Linked DNA regions of Sus scrofa: region 1 is linked to region 2. Evidence: chromatin contacts called from public HiChIP or PLAC-seq data. All regions are on one chromosome and are shown on one strand. Each heading gives the region's core, a stretch centred on a gene start, on an enhancer-like site or on the middle of the called end of the contact. The rest is flanking DNA. Distances are from core to core; before and after follow the strand shown.

Region 1 (3,119 bases), core at 408-2,907, 110 kb before region 2:
TTTTATTCTCTCTGGCTCTGCCTATGGCATGTGGACGTTCCTGGGCCAGGAATCAAACCCATACCACAGCAGATCCTTAACCTGCTGCACCACCAGGGAACTCTTAAGGAGTGAAGTTTTTTTAAAAATGAGATTTTACTATATATGGAACTTTGTTTTCCAAGTTTCTAAAATTCAGACAAATATGTCATTTTAAACTACCTCTCTGTTCCCCTTCTGGCTCAGAAGATTATTTTTTGGCAGCACTGTCCAGAAGAAAACTGGCCTCTCCTACTTAGCTCGAGCTAGGGCAAGAGATGAGAGATACAACTACTTCATTTATACGGTTGAAGATGTTAAACTAGTTTGGTAAAAAAGGCAAGGAATGACCCTTGGAGCTCAGCCAAACTGGGTTTCGAGCCTGACTATACTATTCGCTACCCACCTGTCTATAATTTGCTCCAATTTACAGGACTGCTGACAAGATTCAAAAAGCTGCCAATTATCAAGGTAACAGAGCATTATGGTTGGCACTATTATATTCATGCTTTAATTCATCATTCAACTAGAATTTAATAAGGCCTCCTATGTGCAGACAACACACTAGGCAATGAGGAAATGGGAATGAACAAGCATGATTCCTGTGTTCAAGTTAAGTGCCTTTTTACCTCACCCAAACACTCACTCTAGCAGCCAGCTACCTGATGCAATCTGAGGTAATTCCATAATTTTTATGCTAAAGACTAGTAATTGCACTTAAAGCTAAATGAGTACTTCAGCAATCACTTTGTCCAACCTTTCCTCTTGATAACTTAGTAATCTAATGATTGCATTTTTAACTTTTTCTTTAGTATTTTAACTTGTTTCTGATGTAAAGGTGAATACACCTTCTAGTGGTTTTCCATATGTGATCCTTTGATTGTCACTATCATTCTTACTTTCAGCTTACCTCCAGCTAAGACTTTAGCGCAAATCAATAAAGGATTATAGTACTAAGGATTATTATTATTACATTTTTTATTAAATTTCCTCTTTTATAGTTTCTTATAGCCATATATATTAAAATGATGGCTTTAAAATATTTTGTTTCACGAAATTGTGTAAGTTTAATAAATTGTAGTTACTGCAAAAGGACATAAGTTCACTTTCAACTTTTAATAACAGATAACAAAAATAATAAATTTTTAAAGACCGACTACATGAAAAAATAGGATACAATTCTACTTACATATTAATGTTAATTGTCAAGTTGTTTACGGTGAATGGCAACCTGTATTCCACATCTTTCTGTATTTCAGCTATACTGTAGGAGAAAATTTGAGAAAAAAAATTTATCTAAAGTTAAAAAACTAGTAATGAGAAAAACAAGTACTAAATTTTTTAAAAGTCTGCAAAGACTATTTTAATCACAGAATCTAGATAGCCACACATAACTTGTATCTTGAGGGGGAAATGATGACAGAAAAGTTTATCAAATAAGCAGGCAATACTATTTTGAGATAATGGGTGGGATGAGAGGGGAATTTAGATGGTGAAGTAAAAAGGCAAAGAAAAACTCTAGACTGATTTATGACCACTTTATCTAATTCATCATTAATAGAGGCAATTGTGAACCCTCTGGTTAAGAGGTCAGCAGGGCATTTGGGCTCTGATTATAGCTCTGCCACTAACCACCTATACAGACAGCTGGGGAAGGCTGGGCCTTAAGGGCTTACACTTAGAAATCTGGATGAGACGTCTCCTACAGTCTTATGACAACTGCTGGCTGCTTTTCAAAACCAAATATACTTCTTCTTCCTAAGTAAGAGAAGCCTGATTTTATTCTGAGTAGCAGTGTTCGAGCTTTTCTTGCAGTAAGTTGTTGCTATAGACTTAAGTTCCAGACAATAAAATATAGGGAAGTTGAGTAGAGAAATTTCTAGAAAAGCATCTTAATTTAAAGGGGAACAAAAAATATAGTATGAGTCCATTTGCCTTTCCTACCTAGACCTGACAGCTGGACTTTAAAAGCTCTACTGGACCATGAACGTCCCTAAGAATGGAAGCCATACACTAGGGAGAGCTAAGCAGGAGGTAGTAACTTGAGTCCTTGATGATTATGGAATTGTCAAAGTGAATTTCTTGAATCAAGAGTAAAAAAAAATTTTATTTTGTTTAAGTCACTATATTGGGAGTCTGCTACTAGCAGCTAAATGTAACTGCCAACTAATATAAGTTCTTTATATTTTAACACTTTACATTCAGAATTTTATTTTATTTTTAATTGCAGGCATGAAAGTATTTCAGTTTTAATCTCCCAACCAAATCTTTTGGGGGTTCACTTGGAATTCTAACCAACATTCATAATATCTCTAAAGGGAAAATCATTAAGTAAAATATTAATGAGTTAAGGTTGAGAGGAAGCCTAATATTCCTATACATGAAATCTTTTCAACATGAATACCTTTGAGAGATCTAGCAGTTACATAATTTACTTTTTGTTCTTTTCATTACTTCAATAGTAGCTTTAGAAAACCTCTTATTTTCCTCATTTTGGGGGCTATGGCATTTTATAGTCTTCTGATAAAAACCTAGCCTCTCAAATATGTAAATTTCAGGTAACCTGAAAGGGTCAAAAGTGTTGGCATGGAGTTATGAAGAAACTGTACATGTCTTCTCTGACATCCCATGGAGTGGGATTATGATTGAAGAAATGCTTGAGAAAATACTCAAGAATATAGTCAACATTAGGACTAACACAATTTGTTTTCTTTTTAGGACTGCAACTGCGGCATATGTAAGTTCCCAGGTTAGGGGTTGAATCGGAGCTGCAACTGCCAGGCTGCCACGCAGCCACAGGAATGCAGGATACAAGCTGCATCTGTGCCCTATGCCACAGCTCACAGCAATGCTGGATCCTTAACCCACTAAGCGAGGCTGGGGATTGAACCCGAGTCCTCATGAATACTAGTTGGTTTCATAACCTGCTGAGCCACGGCAGAAACTCCCAGAACTAATACAATTTTTATGAAGGTTTCTCTTTGGGGATCAGGTTTGGATTAGGATACTGACAGCCTTCTCAGCTGTATGAACATTATATAATCAATAAAATGGCTTAAATTTTTTATCCCTCTACATTATTTTAGGACCCTACAATGTCA
Region 2 (3,088 bases), core at 473-2,972:
TTTTAATTAGACTCACTTTTTTTGGTACTGAAATGCTGTTTCTAAACTCAAAAAACAAAGTAATAACATCAAATTTTAAAAGTATGTGAAATGGGAAATTAGTTTCAGGTCTCTTAAAAGTTATGTACTATTGCGGTGTATTCTTCTGACACCTACTATTTCTCACAAGGGGCAACATTTTGAGGTAAGATGGCTTCAGAGAAGATTCTATGTCAGAATCTGGCAGTTTACAAAATTCTGAAGTTGAGAAGGTTCCACTAAACAGGCCACTACTTAATCTTTCTCCTCCTCTCACCAGATGCTAGTGCTCCACAGGGCAAAAAACACAAAACACAAAAAGCATTCACAAGTCACTGGCAGAGAGGTCATGCTCTGGTTTAGCACCTTTTCAGATAATACTGATCAGCTTTCATCTAAAACCTCTAAGGTAGAAGCCTGCTTACATGTAGGAACCTAATTGTATCCCCTAATTGCGCATAATTGACTTTTTGTTTTCTTCTAATCTTCAGCACTAAAAAAGTACCCTCTCCACCAATTCAGGAACCGAAAACTTGGACTTGAGCCACTTGGCTCTCTGCAAGAAAAACATCGGAGGGTCATCTCTTTTTTTCCCATCTATTGTTCTAACATCTAAACCGTGGCCTTGCGTATTGCATATATCTTCGAAAATACTTTCTAGTAGCTCACCCTACGCACCCCCCCAACCAGAAAGTCTCCAACTGGCAATTCTCAAATCATAAAGACAGCAAAAACGCCCCTGAGTGCAATGACAATTTCTTTAAAAGTGGATTAAGGACAACCAGAAAGGGACAGATCTGACATCCGAGGCCGAGGCCACTGTCCCCCGCGCGAGTCTGGCGCAGCTCGGATCCTGGGCCCAGCTCGGAGCCCTCTAGCCTCCAGCGCAGCCTCCCCGGCTCACCGCCCCCACACTCCCACCGCGGCGACTGGGCGGCGGGCACAACGGCTCTCCCGGCTACTGTCCTGCCGAGGGAGGGGGTGTGGCTGCGGTGGCAGGCGGAAGGCGCAGGGGATGGCTGGGCTGCGGGCGCGCTGGGGTGGAGGTGACACCGTCACGGCAGAGTTGTGAGAGCAAGGCGAGGGTAGTGCGAATGGAAGGAGGCTGCTGCCCCGAAGCTGTTTTCAGCCGCGGCGCCGGCAGAGATGCGGCGAGTTGGCGGTGCCCGGGCGCTCGGGGCCGGTGGTGGGGCGATGGGAAGCGCGGCGCCGTGCGCTCAGGTCCCCGCGTCCAGGGACTGTCGAGGTGGGCGGCGGAGGGGCTGCCGACGGGTCGTGCCGGCCTCCGGGCGCGGGGACGCACTCACCTATGCACAGCTGTATGGCGTAGGCGTAGTAGGACCAGCCGAGCAGAAGACTGATGAACACCACCGGGATCCAGTATAGCACCCGCCGGCACCGCCGCCTGACACTGCCCGGGCCCGAGGGCGCCATCTTCCAGCCGCATCCACCTGCCCAGCTCCGCCGCCGCCGCCGCCGCCGCCCGCGGGCCTGGCTCTGGGGCGGGCTGGCCGCGCCCGGCGTGCCCGGCGGGACGAGCCCGGGGGCGGCGGCCGGTTGCGCCGCGGCCACTGCCGCCGCCGTGGCGCTAACTCCCCATCCCTCAGCCCCAAGCCGGCGCCGCGGACTCCCGGCTCCTCACCCCAGCGGAGGCGGTGGCTGCGAGCGGAGGGCGAGGAGGCGGCGGGCGAGGAGCAGGAGGAGGAGGAGGACAGAGAGGAGGAGGAGGAGGCGGAGGCGGGCGGAGGCGGAGGCGGGCGGCGGGAGCCTCCGCCCCGCCTCCGCGCGTCCCGCCCGCCCCCGCCGCCGCCCCCCGCCGCCGCCTGCCCGGTGCGGCCAGCTGCGCCCTCGGGCGGGCTCTTGGGGCAATCCGGGCAGTCCCCGCTGCGCCCTGGGCCCTTGCACTCTAGCCGCTGGGCACCTCAGGGGTGCCCGAGGGGGCAATGAAGGTGCCCACCTTGGCTCTTCCGCCTCCCTCTTGGCCCCTGGGTTGGGGCGAACCGGCCTGGGCTGGGGGCGAGGGTACTTGCGGCGGCGGCAACGGCGCGTGGGGCGTGGAAACGCGCGCGGGGCGGGGGGGGGGAGGGGAGGGAGGGGCAGCCCCGGAGCCTCCTGCGCGGCAGGGACCCCCGGCTGCCAGGCACTGAGGAGGCTCACCCCCGGGGTTGCGCTGGGGCAAACTCTTGAGGCGCCGAGGCCGGTGTCCCCGCCTCCAGTTTGGAACGTTTCTCCTTTCAACTTGTGGGTCCTGATAAACAGGCGGAGGGCGGCCAGGGCGGGGCTGGTGCTTTAGACCCAAGGACTAGCTGGTGCGGCCGGCGGCGCCTCCTTCCCACGCGGCTTCTTCGGGAGGACGCGGGGATGCAGCACCAAGAGGGGCTACGGGGCCGCGCCGAAGTCCGCCGTGGACCGTGGGTGAAGAGGTGGATTTTGAATCCAGAGTTAGGATTCCAAATTATTTGCTCTGAGAATTTGAACTCTTTTAAATCCTCCAGTGACTGAAAGAGTAACCTTTCCCACCGCCCTCTCCCAAGTGTCCTGGGGTTCTTTCCGTGTACTCATTCTCCAGCCGGTTCTTCACTACAGTGATTCTAAACTTAGCATATAACTGGCTCTAAAGTGGTTGTTAAAAATCCTGGAAGAATCCCAAAGGTAGTGAGACCGAAGCCCCGGCTTTATGATGGATGAAACGGGAAAGATTCGTTGATGGTTGATAAAGATAAGGTTAAAGATACAGTTGATGAAACGGAATGCCAGCACCCGACTCTGCATGGAAGCACCTCAGTGAATGTTATGTCTTTGAAGTATGTGCATGATCACTATATATAATGTGCACGATTTTATTTAACATTAATGAATATATGTGTGTACACCACACAGCTGCTGTACTGGATGAAATTCATCTATAGAATAATGAAAGTACTGATTTGTATAAAGAAATTTAAACTCATATCTTTGCGATTATCTCTCTGTGACTGGATTAAAACCAACCTAATCTTCTCTCCTAAAATAGCTACTATATTAAACGCACACACACATCAAATCTCTTTGCATTCGTATTTTAAAATGC

The links. HiChIP or PLAC-seq counts read pairs in DNA pulled down with a chosen protein or histone mark.
Region 1: a contact with region 2 is called in an H3K27ac HiChIP or PLAC-seq map of skeletal muscle, with 5 times the contacts expected there. The contact joins the enhancer-like site here to the promoter of ZDHHC2 in region 2. A contact is called at or near these places in 10 of 47 Hi-C or Micro-C datasets (embryonic fibroblasts, fetal heart ventricle, fibroblasts and 3 more) and 1 of 2 datasets of contacts at active chromatin or transcription factors (skeletal muscle).

What each region holds. Positions count from the first base shown.
Region 1 is chr17:4,961,174-4,964,292 of Sscrofa11.1, reverse strand. It overlaps VPS37A (vacuolar protein sorting-associated protein 37A), which reads right to left. Exons shown (of 13, transcript XM_021078071.1): 3 at 1,208-1,282. Among named protein-coding and RNA genes, the nearest start is that of CNOT7, 13 kb to the right of the region's middle. Within about 2 kb of position 1,657, at least 4 of the 83 cell types and tissues checked have an H3K27ac peak or open chromatin away from gene starts, as enhancers often do. A contact at or near this core is called in skeletal muscle, where this site is marked.
Region 2 is chr17:4,853,763-4,856,850 of Sscrofa11.1, reverse strand. It overlaps ZDHHC2 (palmitoyltransferase ZDHHC2), which reads right to left and starts at 1,722. Exons shown (of 12, transcript XM_021077422.1): 1 at 1,326-1,722. The coding sequence starts at 1,452.